Linked DNA regions of Columba livia: region 2 is linked to region 1. A link is a contact called in public Hi-C data. All regions are on one chromosome and are shown on one strand. The core of a region is the stretch at or near the end of the contact, and the rest is flanking DNA. Distances in the headings are between cores, read along the strand shown.

What was found. Hi-C and Micro-C count contacts between places; a contact is called where the count stands out from the background.
Region 2: a Hi-C map of crop shows a contact between it and region 1, with 1.6 times the contacts expected there. The contact joins two enhancer-like sites. A contact is called at or near these places in 2 of 2 Hi-C or Micro-C datasets (crop and liver).

The regions. Positions count from the first base shown.
Region 1 is chrZ:48,738,743-48,746,312 of bColLiv1.pat.W.v2, forward strand. No RefSeq gene overlaps it. Among named protein-coding and RNA genes, the nearest start is that of AUH, 120 kb to the left of the region's middle. Within about 2 kb of position 3,074, at least 1 of the 3 cell types and tissues checked has an H3K27ac peak away from gene starts, as active enhancers do.
Region 2 is chrZ:48,788,151-48,795,643 of bColLiv1.pat.W.v2, forward strand. No RefSeq gene overlaps it. Among named protein-coding and RNA genes, the nearest start is that of SYK, 100 kb to the right of the region's middle. Within about 2 kb of position 2,086, at least 1 of the 3 cell types and tissues checked has an H3K27ac peak away from gene starts, as active enhancers do.

The DNA of each region.
Region 1 (7,570 bases), core at 1,824-4,323:
GTAGAAACAGCAGTCGAGTAGAGAGGGGGTTCGTGTGTGTTGCCATGTGTCTGGTCAGGCACGTCTGATAGCTCTTGGCCAGAACAAACGTAGCAGAGGTCGAAGTGAGTTCTAAGTTTCAACAAAGGTGTGGCATCCAGATAGTGCATTCCTCCCAGTCCTATAGTATTGTTTGCTTTTGCAGTTTGAACAGGCCTACAGCAATCATGAGTAGCTCATTAATCAACAACTGTCGTAGATTATAAGATCAATCTCCACCCCCCTTAAATAAGATTTCATAAGATTTCATCTTCAAATTTTATCTAGTAGATAATTCTTCCAAGGACACTCATTCACATGGGAAGAAATATGAAGTATGTTAAAAGAATTTATTACAGAGGGTGTGAACCTTCTGTGTCAAAGCTAAGTCCTATTGCAATACTTGAGTTCAAAACAGTACATTAACCCTCTAAGGCATAGTCTGTACATGTATGTTTATAAACTCTTCAAAGTCCTGGCTTGTGACTGCTGCTCTTTGATTATAATTTCTGAAGCATATGCTAATAAAGCTTTTGTAACATTAAAGACATGAGAATATGTTGCAGTTTTGTTGCATAATATAACCACTTTCAGAAGAACATGAAAAGTTTGGTATTTTTTTAAGGAACTGATACATCAAATTGTTGCCTCTTTATTCTAACAACTGCTAATTGATTTAACATTTTCCCTTAAGCATAAGGGACTTTGTGATATCATCTTTGGCTCAGTTCTTTCTAGCATGTTAAAAAATCTGATGCCAGTTGTACCAGTTTTTAAAAAATATGTTTCTTTCAATGCAGTTTAGAAAGACTAATTTTAAATTTTACTTTTAAGGACAGAGTTGTGAAGGTTGTGTATAAATGTTAATAATACGTCTGTGTGCTTGTGTGGATGGAGTTTGACCATGCATCTTTTGTGTAGTAAGTCTCTGCCTCTGGGACTGTTGTGTTCAAAGGTGGTCTGTAGCTGAACTGTTTTTGTAAATACATGTAAGTTTCCCCAGCTAGTGACCACTCAGAGTTCAGTCTGTGATTCATCTTGTCCTGTAGTTGTCATCTTTTGGCCAGCCTCCTCTTCCAAGTAGTGGTGAAAGGAGAGAGCCAGGGGGCATGCATCTAAGAAACAGTGGGTCTAGGAAGGATGGAGAGAGGGATGTTTTTATAGGGTGTGTTCAAGCTACTTGTTTAAGTCACAGTTCACTTCAGCACTGTCATTTCTCGTATCTTCATGAGCAGCTCCACAATGTAGGTTTTTCTGTATCAGCTGGTTACAGCACCCGAGTTCTATACCCTAAAGACTAGTAGAGATCATGGCATCCAAATGTGATTCCTAGACTAGCCATATAACATATGTAAGGAGGTAGGAGCCACAAAAAGAGGCATAATGTGAGGGCTTCTGCCTAAGTTACCAGTTTGTAACTTAACACATGGACATGTCGGGTTTTTTTCCACTTGGCACAAACTGAAATTCCTTTCTTCATTTTGGATTCTTACCTTTGTTCCCAGTCTTAGCTGAAATTGGTCCTTTTTTTGAAAAAGCAAAGAGGATATGCTGCAGCCCCTTGATTTATCTAGTAGCTCAGTAGTTAAAGGGCTCAAGAAACACTAGCACAACTCAGTTTCTGCTCCCTCCTTTCACTTAATTGACCTGAACTGAACCCTCCCACAGTAGTGACCTGGTCAGTGGGTGCTCTCAGTCACTTCTGATGAAACTTTTCTGCTTAATTTCTTATTTTACAAATTAATTTATTGAGATGAGATAGAGATAGAGACCACTCACCTGTTAGAGAGGGAAGGCCTGTCTTGCAGTCCCTCATGAAGCAAGTATCACACTGTTTTTTTAATAGATGCTGCACAAGGATAAAAATCCTGCTTGTTTTCCTCTCATCCCCAAAATCTCCGTTGTACTGTGTGGACTCCTGTCTGCCAAGAGTGAAGATGCCTGCTCGGTCGGACCCCTTAGGTTGTGAAAGGTTTCATTCTTAAATCCTGGAAGGCTTTAAATACAGCACCATCCAATTGCCATTCCCTAATATCATTAGGACCGTGACTTCCTGAGGCAAAATCTCAGCAGAAATTTTGAGAATCTAAATTGTGGACTTGGGCACCTAATTCCCTGCATAGATGTAGTCTTAGTTATGTGTATTTTGATTGTGCTTCTAGGCTGCTTTACTTTTTAGGATTGCTAGTTAAGCTTGCAAACACTTCCTTAAAGTAAGGGAGGGATATCAGAAAGAACTTTAGATCACATGAAGGAACCGAGTTAACAGGTGGTAATGCTTCTGGAGCTTGGCTTCCCCTTTCTGTACCAGCTCCCCAAAGCAGTCAGGCTGTCACCAGTGAGGCAGAAGGAAACCCTAGCAAGTCAGGGAGCAGGTGATGTAGGAGAAGCAGTGTCATTAACTATGCCACCAGGATGGCTGGCTGTGCTAAAGCAGTTTTATGAAGCTGGTTCTTCCAGATCTGCAGCCCCATTCTGCCAATAGAAAAGCACAAAGTAGCTGGGGACAGGATGAACTTTTGATCATGCTCTGTGTGTGTGTATGCATAGCATATAAAAGATATGTCCAGATGTCCACTCTGCTTCCAGCACATAGTTTTAAGGTTGTTCAGAGAAGCTTTTAAATAATTGTTTCCATTGTTAAAATAGCTCATTAAAACCACATCTCCACAGGTATGTGTGTTCAGAGTTACAAAAACATTTTGTCCTATACGTGTTTTTATATTTCATATAATTACAGCGTATTTATCTGAAGTATTTCGCAAGTATACTTTTGTGTAATACTGGTAGGAGATTAAGTAATAGCTGCTTACTTGCACTATTGCACAAGAACATCAAATGTTATTGTGATGTTATGAGATGCATGCTTTTGGCTGCTTTGTTCCTGTGACCTTTATGCTCTTCTGGATAATACAGAAGTCCTGTTACAATGCACATGTTTTCCTTTACACAAATGCCAGTAACCACTTGAGCAGGGCACTTGATTCTGGTTTTGATGGGCGGTGCCTATAATGGACGATAGTGTACCGAAGCCAAGTTGGCCATCTTTGTGCTTCGCAGTGCCAAAAACTTCAAAGCTTCTTCCTTTTAGAACTCTAGAGCAATACAAGTTTGTGTTTCTTCATATCATCAAACTTAATTATTGGCAATAAGCAACTGCTGGCAGGAGCGGCGCATCACATGGCTCCGTTTCTGCTTTAGAAAAGGTCAGCATATGGCATAAACACTTTGCTGTATTATGCAGCCTTGTACTCTGATCACATAACACATGCTTCAGAAAGCATTATGCAATGTTATACTCACTGATTAATGACTGCTTGCACAAGAAGTTTTTCATTACCCTGAATGCTAGCATCCTGGGAATGATTAACTTTGTGACATAACTCTCATCACATAAATATGGAAGATTCAAATATAGCCTCAAAATAACGTGTTTCAGAAATAACTGAACACTTTCCCGCTTAGTACTGTGTACAGTACATGATTAACAACTGCTTTAAACCTTCAGAGTTGAATAGAAAAGCCTATTTGTGTGAACTGAAAACAAGATTTATTTTTAGGTTTTAAAGTTTTACCCAAGATGAATTTTTGCACACAGCAGCATCTCATTTGCAGTGTTTTTCCTCTGCTTGTGTAAGTTTGAATTTCCTGAGAAAAGTCTGTGCCAACTATTTTCAGTGTTCAGCCAGTGAGTTAAACAGAACAAGTCAAATCTAGCCCTTATTTAGACCAGCATCTGCATGTGTGTAAAATGACTCAGTCCAGTGTGTTCAGTATTATAGTGCCTACAGCTGTGTGCTTAAATCAGCGTGGCTATAGCAGAGTAAATTCCCAATAATTGATGATTTTTCTGCAGGCAGGCTAAGAAAGTGATCCCAAATGAAGAGGCTTGCAAACTTACATTCTGAACGTTGCTACACATTCACATTTAACATTTTAATGTTGTGTGGATTGATCATTCTGAGTTCAAAGTTTGCAGATTCTCATGTTAAAAAGCATGATGACAGTGCATCACAGATGTTACCATCTTAAGGATGTACGAAAGAGGAGAAGCCTATAAAAAGAAACATTTCTCAAAATGTTCCTCCACATATGAAGATTCATCCTTGGTTTTGAAGTAATGTCAATTGCTACCCAGCTATGTCTATGTTTTAACAGCTTTGTAAGAGAAAGTTAGTTTGACTGTTAGGAAGTTAAACATCAGTTTTCAGAAGGAAGAAACTGTATTAAACTTCTGCTTACTAATTTGCCTTTAAATGTCAGACCAAAAAAAAAAAATGACATCTGCTTTTTATGATTCTCTCTCCTGTAAGTAATCCTGCTCATGAACAGGCACATTAAATAAACCTACTTAAAAACTGGAGGGATGGTTTAGGGTGTCACCATGTTAATGCCTCTGTGCCATTTCTTCTGAAATAAACTTCATTGAGAACAGCTAGAGAAGGTAAACATTGGCCTTCTTTATGTTCTCTTTAATTTTTGCCTTTTCCTGCATTCCAACTCCTACAAGCAGTAGCAAAGGCTAAAGGAAACAGCCTCTGACTAAGCATTAGCTACCAGCCTGCCCTCATTATAGCTGAGGGCTCTTATTCTCGCCGAGCCTACGTGCAGAGCCAGCTAGTCTTTCAGCTGTGATGACGAAATGCCATGCATTTCTTCCTGGAATAGTACGCAGATAAGAGGCCACTTGTTATGCTGAGGTTTCAGATGAACTCCACGAAGGGTTTCAAAACACTCTGGCACAATTATATCAGGTTTCTTTAGCAACCAATTCATTTCAAACACTTTTAAGATAAAAAGGGAAGAGATGTTAGTTTATTTTCCCTTGTGGTTTCACTGCTTAAAGCTTTGCAGGATGTGACTGGATAGTTTATACCTTGCCTGAATTTATTAATTTTAAATAAAACTAGCAGATCAAAATGGATCTGTTCCTCTCTTGAAATTCACATTATTTGTAGTCTCCTTTGTGTACCTGTAGCTTGAGAGAAGAAACAAAAATCTTCTGTTTGTGATATGCTGCTAGAAAGGTCCTGCTGTGCAAACTCAGTTGCCAAGTGCTTTGAACTCATTCTGGGTCTAGCAAAAGCAGTGCTGGGACATGTGCACACAGTACAAGCCCAGTTGACCTAAGTATTGCTTAGCAGCAGTGTGGGGGCCTGTTCGTGAGACCGTTTTGCAGATTTGGGGCCTGCTTAGGTGACTCTGCGCTAGCAAAAGCAACTTTAGATGAGATCGAACAAATCTATGAAATGTTTCAAACCAAGCAATATCCTTAGTAACAGCAATAACCATACATTGTCATGAAGAAAGGAGTATATTGCCTGGAATAACAAATGGATCATGTGCAGGTTACATGGCTCACTTTGCTCGCTCCAAGACACTAATTACACGTTTAGAATCTGTGATATGCCCCATTTCTGTTCATTCGTTAAGGATGGCATTAAGTCAGTTGCAACTTGCCTTTCCTTTGGATCTGAATGCCACTTTATATAGATGTAGTCAGTAGAATGGAGAGTCTTACTACAACAAATCTGAGTAAATTGCAGCCTAGGCAAGTATTTTATATGAAAAGCAAATAAACAAACAAAAACCTAACCCAAAATAACATCTCTCCTAGATCACTTCCCCTGCAGTTCGCTACATTTACAAGTATCTCATTAACTGGGAACTAAAGGCTAAATTCAGTTTCCTTTTAAGACAACAAAGTTATCTTTTTCCATTTACATAATGGAATTTGGATCAGGTCTTAAGTCTGTAACCTTATTCCTTTAATGCCTTCCAAATAAATGTGTAATTCCCAGTGAGATCACTAGGAATCTTTGCTATTCATAGTCTGTTCTCTCTTTTTTGCTGCAACTGTTCTTCAGTGAAGAGGGTCCCCTTGGATAAGGTCCAGAGAACACTTAGAATTGTCAAACCCACCACTTCCCTTAATTACTTTTTTTTTTTTTTTTTTCCCTTTCTTGGGCTAGTTATTGACTACTGACTCAGAAAATTTATTAACAACTTTCCCTCATGAATAAATTATTTCATAATTGTTTACTAGAGGTAGGTCATTCTTGCACATGACTATGAAGAAGTCCTGTCCTTGCCAGAACAGGGTAGACCAACAAGCCTGTATTTCTTCAGGATTTTTCTGCTCTCTTTTTTTTTTTTTGGTCAAAATGTGAAAGCCTAAATACTGTTGCTGAAGTGCTCACTAGCAGGTCTTTTAAATGTTATACAATTAATTTTCACAAAAATTCTAACCCACTGGGTATGAATATGAAATCAGAGTCACTCCTTTTCTGAACTGCTGCTGTTAGGAGCTTTGATTTTAATTAAATACCATGACGATGATTTTGTTAGAAATGGTACTTGTGAAATACTACTACTTCCAAATCTGCTCTGCTTTGTCATATTGATTGTCTGTAAGTCGTCCTACGTGTTGTTTGAAGCATCGTGCTGTGGTATATTTTATTCTTTATCTAAGGAAGATTTTATCTTAATACCTTAAAAGTATTTTTTTTTTTTTCCTGGAGTATCATGGGGCAAAAATTCCACAGTGTCCTTCTTGCAAATTATACTAAAAAGATAACTGCTGTTCTGTGGGTCAAAACCTTGAACTGTTTTGAACTGAAATTACTACAATTCAAAATTTTCCACCTTTACTGAAATCCCTGAACCAGCAAACACAGTTCCACTAGCATTCATACTAGTGGAGCCCGTTTTCTCCCCCTCTTTGTCCTTTGCCACCTTCTACCCCTCCTTCCATGCAACCCCTGCTCCTGCTGCCCGCCACCTCCCCTGCTGAGGAGAAGATGGGGTGTGCACCGTCTCACTATGGGTACCTGCTGTCTCTGGCCGGAGCCCTCCAAGAGAAGGTGTGATGACCCAGTTACGCAATTTTTTCTCTAGGAGGGGGGTGGGAAGGGTCTGTGATCTCGAGCCTTTGTCTTCTATGATCCCATTTGTAGAAAACCAATGGATCCTCCTCCTCTGCCTCTTTCAAGTGTGATTTATGTTGTGCAAGGGTTCAAAAGATAACAGGGTGAGGACTGACTGATAATAATACTGCTTTGTTTCCTAAGGCTACTGATGCATGGGTAGAGCATAGGGGATATCTGCGGGGCCGGGTTTTGTCTTCTTGTGGAGTCAGTCATTCTTTCTAGCTGTCAGAGGCATAAACTCTGCTGAGGATTGGGAAACTGTGGTGACAGGCATCAGCCAACGAGCAGACATCCAGGTCCTGGGCCGTCTTGCACTGACATAGTGATTCATTGTTATCAGTATCCAAACTAGCTGGACGCGAACCAGCTCAGATTTCTTGACATGCATTTGCAAATCCTAGTTGCAGAATAGCTGTAATGACCATTTAAAAAAAAAAAAAAAAATCATTCCCTACAAATAAATTCTTTCCCACCTTAACTAAACCCAGGTTAAAGTAAGAAAGGGTGGGAGCCTGCATTGTGGTCTAAATGTCAGCAGCCTTGGGTATTCTAAGTCATAAAAGCAATAGTGATAGCACTTGCCGGTTAGTTATTCTTGGCTGAAATGTAAACAGTTTATGCTG
Region 2 (7,493 bases), core at 836-3,335, 48 kb after region 1:
GTACCATTTCTGCTGTCATAAATTCAGACTAAAACCATTACAATTAGATGGTTCTATTTCTGTCCAACTAAAATCAGACTTTTCCTTCCAAAAAATCACACAGTTTTGGTGTAAGGTGGAAAAGGGCATACATGGTGGTTTCTGTTGCACAATTTCTACCAGCTCAGGTACCGAGATGGAAGGTAACTCAGTGACTCAGCCTGGGAGTTAACTTAATGCCAAGATGTGCAGTTCAGAGCTTTGTTTGAAAACAAGGAAATAAAAGAAATCTAATTTCAAGCTCTATTGGAAATTGAGGGGAAGCAAACAATATCTGAGAGAAAGCAAGGAAGGGACAGGAAAAAAATTCATGAGAGATATAAAAGGTGGGAGGAGGAGTGGAATTGTTTATCTGAATCCTCCCTAAATGTCTTCAGAGACTTTGTTCCAGACCATCCCAGTTTTAGCTTTTTAAAAACAAATCCTCCCTCTTATTTTAAATAGGGATATGCTAGAATTAGAAGCACTTATCCAAACCACCCAGGCTTTAACTTTCAAGGTTTCAAAAAAAAATGGGACCTGGAACTGAAACAGCTTTGGTTTGGCTTTTGCAAAACCCAAACCACCTTTTTTTTAAAAAAAAAAAAAAATCCTTTTTTTTTTTTTTTCTTTTTTTCATAACTAGGCTAAAGCCTCAATCAGATAACTAGCAGTGAATGTGCAAAACAGTACACACTAAAAAGAACAGCTGCAATTCAGCTACCTCATTCTATGCAGAGCTGACTTACGGATTACTGTAAAGATAATAGAAATGTTTCCACTCAGGAGCAGCTATGGAAGGAAGCAGAATAATTTTGGGAGCATGGAGCTGTATTGATATAACACCGAGGCAGTCTCCACAGACTTCCACTGACGTTACCTCCCAAATCTATCTGTGCTGGATGACAGCTTGTATCTTGGCTGATGATAGCTGGAAGTCTGAAACATTTTCAAGTATAGCATGTGTACCCTGTTTCACTTCATGGCTTTGCTTCATTATTGTGGTAATCTTCACTGCAAGTGTTTATAGAAAGCTTGTTCTCCAGGTTAGAAAACAAGACTTGCTTTCATTATTGGGCTTCTTCCAAGCTCCATCATTAATTATAAACATATTTTCTTCGAATTTTTGTTCACAACCTTTTGGTTTGAAACTTCACTATTTAAAGACCTGTGTAACATCACAGTTTACCAAAGGCTGTATTGTCCAAGAAGAATATCCAGGATGAAATGCTTATCTTATTTTTCTTCTTGTGCAATAATGCCTCATTGCTGTTGTTATTTGCAAAAGGGAGGATTTTTCTATTATCAGAATATGTCCTGTGCTGCACTTTCAACATCTAATAGCTGTTAAAAAAAATACATTGTAAACATGTTTTGCTATAGATGAGTTTGGATTAACTCCTCCTCAACCTCTAAAATCTTGGAGATTTTGTTAACAGTAATTTGCCAGGACTTTTTTAAAGTTTCCAGAGTAGAGAAAGCTTAGCAATTCTAATAATGTAAGCATTTTCAAATGACAGTATTCCTTCTGAAAATATGTCCACTAACAAGCAAATTATGTGGAAAAAATTAAAAATATCTCAGAAAAAATTCCAGGCAATCTTAGTGTATTAGTCATGAGATAAAAGTCCATTTTATGAGCATTCCACTCATCCTTTCCAGTTCTCTTCATCTTCTTTTCTGTAATATTTTGTTACAGAATAGTCACAAACTATTTTGTCTTTCCAGGCAGAATATGGAAGGCTTGCTGCATGGTACCCCGGAGTATCTTGATCAGAGTTTTTACTGGAGACAATAGAAGTCACATGTACTTCAAATACTTTCTTGCACAGGGTCAGCTGGATGCTCTGGATGTGTAAATAGAAGTGTATCATAACATTGTAAAACCTAACAATGTCTTCCTCACCATGGAAAAATTCTGTACAGAACAATGATGTGTACAGAACAGTGATTCAATATTAATGTAATTTCCTGTAATAGCCAAATTTTAGGATACTACAGAGAAGACAAACATCTTCTGCTGACTCACCCTTATCTTGCTCCATCTTCATCTATTACAATATCTCTGGTCAGTTTCAGCCTTGGGTTGATGCTGCTGCTGCCATATCTGTTCTGTTTTAATTCCCTTCTGTGGAAGTGGCTTAGGCCCAGCTTAAGTGTGATGTAAAACCAGGTGAAAATACCACCTGCTCTTTTACATTATTTTTTCCTATGCAGGAAAGGTTGTGGTTTGGGTGTGGGGGTTTTGTTTTGGGTTTTTGTTGTTGTTTTTTGGTTTTTGTTTGGTTTGTTTTTTCCTTTTTTTTTTTTTTTTTTTTTGGGGGGGGGTAGGGGGAGGGTGGGTACAATTTGGATTAACGTCATGGAGAAACTCACGGGTGGGTATATATCCAATACGTATTTTGCTCCAAGAACAGGTGGGAATAGCTGTGGAGACTCGTTAGTTTTATAGTTTCACTGTTGTTGCCAGAAAAATACATGCTGCTTTTCCCAACCCATTTTGAACTGGAATTACTACTAGAAGCAATTTTCATGTAAGCTTTACATGATCTGAGAGGTGGGAGTTTTGTGGTGGCACATCCATGCGCTGACATCTTTGAGGGAGAACTAGAGCCATTTGATTTAACATGGAGGGGGAGGCTGCTCGGACTCACTGGGGAAGGAGTTACTACTACCAGTGACAAATACGAGTCCTATTCTTTGTGCATACAGCTACATGCAACTGCTGGAGCCTGAGGGACGTGTCCATTCACTCTTTAGGGGTGGAAGCAAGGACAATGCATGAACTTGTGTGCCAGGGCTTGGAAAATGCTGTACAAAACCCCATGGTAGCAGTGGTGGGTGGCAGGAGCCAGTGAAGTGCAGGATTACCTGGTGACTTATCCTCTTGAGAAATCAAGATCACCCACTAGAACAGAAAAACAGTTACTCCAATCTACAACAGAACTGGCATAGCAAAGATTTGTAAGATTTTTTGATATTCCAAACACAGACAAAGGAAGAGATCTCAGACATCTCTGCTCTTTCTGCCTATCCTCTTTTTCTGCTGTAAGTGTAGGAGGACACAGTTCTTCTGGCTCACAAGGAAATTTCCTCTCAAGTGAAGCATCTAAATCTACAATGATCTCGGGGGACAGAATATCTCATGGGAGCTCAGTGTCACCCTGAGTGAAAAGAGCAGAGACGTTGGCTTTGAGAAGAAGCATTTGATGCTTCTGCTGTTGCTGATAGGTTTGGAGGCTGGAAAAACTTCAGGCCTGGCCGTTCCCACTCTCTGCCTTCCTCCATTGCCTGTAGGGAGGCTGGGAGTACTGTCTTAGCACAACAGCCATGGGCCTGGTTTGTTCCTAGAAAGGAGAACACCTTGTCCAGGAAGGCGACAAGAGCTTTTGGAAGGCCTTCTAGTATTTCAGGGGCTGAGACTCTGCATACCAGAGGGCAGGAGGTGGAGAGAGGAAATGCAAGATGCTGTTGAGTGTTGGCCTGAGAGTGGAAGGGTATGTAGCAATGTTAAATGTAGTTTGACTGCGTGTGTAATGTTCTTTGCTGTGCTTGATAATTTAGAGAATTACAAACTGCGCTGACAAATAAACAAATCAGAGCTTTGCTGCAGGCATGCAGAGTGCCTGATACAAACATGTGATGTTATGTAGTAAATATTACAATGTCGTCTTTGTGATATCAGGTCCACATGCTTTGCATGGAGGACTTAAACATTTACTAGCAGTAAAATCCATTAGGAAAGACAATTGTTTCCTCATATTGCCTTCCTCCAAAGCCAGCACGTTGAAAAATTGGCTGTTTCCTTCTCCAGACATTCCTTTTGAGATGACAGAAACTCCCTCCACTGCAGCCTTAGCACAGGAACATGTTGACTCAATGCTTTCTTTTCAGTAATGATTTTATGTTTTGGACTTTGTTGATGTACTTCTGCTGCTATCTAAATGCAGATCCCAATTTGATCTTGAATTTAGGGAATGGAAAATCCTGATAAGCATCCGGGCTCTCATGAATGCAAAGGACAAAGCCTTTGTAGTAAAATGCCTCTGACGTACACCCACGAGAAGTGTTTGATGTGTTATAAAAGGCATCTGTCTGAGGAAAAAAAAAAACAACAAACCAAAACACCAAAAAAACCCACAAAAAAAAAAAAAAACAAAACAAACAAAAAACCCAATAAAACAACAACAACAAAACAAACAAAAAACCCAAACGTTTTTCCTCTTTGGCTTTGTTGAGCAGACTGTGGAAGTAAATGACACAAAGTAACCTTTCTTTTCCTCTCCTACTGCCCTCTTTTTTGTTTGATCTTGCAGCGATGTGATAATGGTGAGTCTGTAGCCTGAAAGTAATTTCTGTAATGACTTATAGTATGAACAGAGGGGGTTTTATTTTCCGCTGCTAAAGGGAGATCAAAGTATGATCTGTTTTGAAAAAAACAACTGAGCAGCCTATTTCTACCTCTGTCACAGAACTGCTGTGTCAAACTGGGCAAGTCACTTAACTACTCAGTGCCTTGGGCCTTTGCTGTGTACCATAGCATTCTGTTCTTGCGCTACTAGCAAATGTTTTGCATGGCTTAATCATAAATGACTGCCTGCACACTCATTAGCCTCATCTGGTGCAAAGTTCATTATCCTTGTTTTCAGCCTTTACACCAATTCAGAGGATATGATGGCTGCTTTTGATTTAGGTTTGGTCACGGCTTGCAGGAGGGAAAGGAAGAGAGTGCTGTCTGCTTAGGAGATGCAGGCAATGGTGTACACTGTAGGTCAGTGGGAATTTCTGGGCTCTGGGCTGTACTGTATGAAGGATGCTGGTATCAGGGAAGCATTATTACAGTGTTTTATCTTGACCTGGGTTAGTTTAAACAACACACCGAGCTACTAGCAGCAATATATACGGTGCAAGCCAACCTCTCAAATAAGTCTTGTGACACACATTGGCTGTATTTGACTTCTGGTCACCAGCTTTTTACTGTGCTGCTGCTCAAACTAGTTCAAATAGCACTAGCTGAGGTATGCTGGCTCTCTCTTGCAGCTGTAGTCTCGAGGTACTGCATGCTCATGAGCTCAGACTGGAAAATGAAGAAGTCACGTCTGTCAGTCTGCCAGTGTGCTGCATCTGCATGAATGCACAATCCGCTGAAAAGCAACCGACTGGCCAAGTCCTCCAAATACCAGGGCAAAGTTGTGCCAACAGTTGTCTCCCTGACAACTGTGTGAGCACTCTTCTATGTGGAAGAAATCGGTCACAATCAGCCTAGAAGGAAAGAACTTGTGGAAATCCCTCTGCTTTAGACAAGGTTGCAGTTTTGCCATCTTTAAAGAGAGAAAGATGGCAGGAGTGTCCCATTCTGGGGCAACACTAGAAATTTAATCTGGAAGTACACGCAAAGACAACATGATTAAGTCAGAAGCATGGGAGCAATACAACGCTGTGTGCGAAAGTAGCCTCACATCAGTTCTGCATTTTGTACACAGCCTAAGAGAAGAGATTCCCTGCTGCAAAATGCCTACAGTCTGCATCCCTGGAGAATCAGTAGGAGTTGAAGAAAGCTTCCAAATGTTGCATGCATCTGTGAGGGAGATGAGGATTCTGCCTTCTCCCAAGTTATCAACAGGAAAACTTGGGAATAAAGAGATTACAAGTCTCTGTGTGTGGCGCGATGTGTTCTTTTCCTTTGGTTTTGATGCACTGAGAAAAAAGCAAATCCTCCACTTTTCTTCGTACAACATGGCAAAGTAAACCCCATGAATCTGTGCAGCAGTTGCAACAGTGTCTTCTTGTGTCTCTGCCCTTCTAAGGGGAAATGTTGGGTGGCACATAACATTCAAAAAGTTAATGATCGGCTAGCCGCTAAAAGCTAACACTTGTGGCTTTGGGTTCCAGGAGGGCAGCCTGCTCATACCAAATGTGTGAGAGTACCTTACTCACGGGAAGCACTGGCAGACTATAAAGTGCTCTGTTAATTATTGTTGACATTGCATAGAGAGCTTCATGCTGTTCTTTCTCTGCCTGCTTTGACTTAATTTGTTTGAGAAAGTACTTTTTCTGTGCTGCAGATTGCGTAAATTCATATACTCTACTGCACTGACAGATGTGTCTTTGTTTTAGAAGGAGCCATTATTTTTTTCAGTGCTGAATGTGAATGGAGCATTTCACATTGGTGGCTTCCAAAAATATTTATAAAGCAAAGCTGAGCTGCTCAAAATATTTTGCCCTCCTACACTGACATTCACAAGCCTTTAAAACAGTGTTATCAAAAGTATTTGCAGTGGAACATGCATGAGTTGGCCACAAAAACTGTGTTAGTCAACAAATGACTGAAAGCACACATTTTAGTCAGCTCTACCCCCTGCAATGTTAGCAGATTCCAGTTAACACAACTGTAGCTAACAGGGTGATTATTCTATATTGTGGGTGGAATATTATCTTATAGCTATCCTTAGCTCTCATAACTTCTGCTTATCTGAGGAAACAGACAGTGAAGAAGTAGAAAGGGACTAAATCTCCCCTTTCTCTCTCTGCTGTTAAGACATGATTTGACTCTTCACTGACCTTCATAGGCAGTGGTTGCTCTTAGGCAAGCCATGGCTCTGGTAATCTGTGAGTCGTGGCATAGTTCACCTTCCACATTTCACTGCTGACGATTACCTACCTATGTGTCCTTTAGCTCACTCTCCCGTTCATTGATTCTTCCTGAACACTCTGCTGAAGAAATGAAGTATACTGCATCCACTTAAGCAAGGAGACATGCTCCCTGTGAGCATATAAGTGCATCAAACTTACTCTTCTGTTTCTTTATAAATATAAAGACCTTTTATAAAAGACCTCTCTGCCAATTGATTGTAATGTTTTCCATAATCTCCACCACTGTATTGAAACCAGGGCTTCCCATATATTTCTTCCCACAAAGAATCATCTGAGTGAAATAGATCTGCAATCAGTGCCCTCCACCTGCAAGTAGAGGAGCACAGCTCACTGAACTTTTTAGTATAGCAATGATAATTGACACTCAGTGATTTGAATGATAAAACCACATGTATTCCATGCCCATTCTCAGCTTTGTGCATTTCCATATTTAAAGTCTTAAAATGTGATGTAATGAATAGCAGCGAGTCCAAGGAAAAATACTTACAAACCTGTTAAATAATGTATATCTCCATTGGCTTTGGTCAGTCCATCCTTGGTCCAAGGAATCAGAGACAGTGAGGCTAAGCACCATGCTGAAACACTTTGATTCTACTCAAAAGACAAATGGTGAGAAATGCCATTTTAAACAGTGGGAAATCTCCCTTGCTGAATAGTATAGCAAGGAGCTGAATAGCAGGAAGAGGCGGAGTCTGTCCTTCTACACTATTCTGCCTTCCTAAATATAAGTTTGTGATGATGGAAAAAAAAGTGGGCAGCTTTACTCAACAACAAACAGGAACTCCACCTAATCCCCCTTCCTCGTTATTTAGGAGATAAAA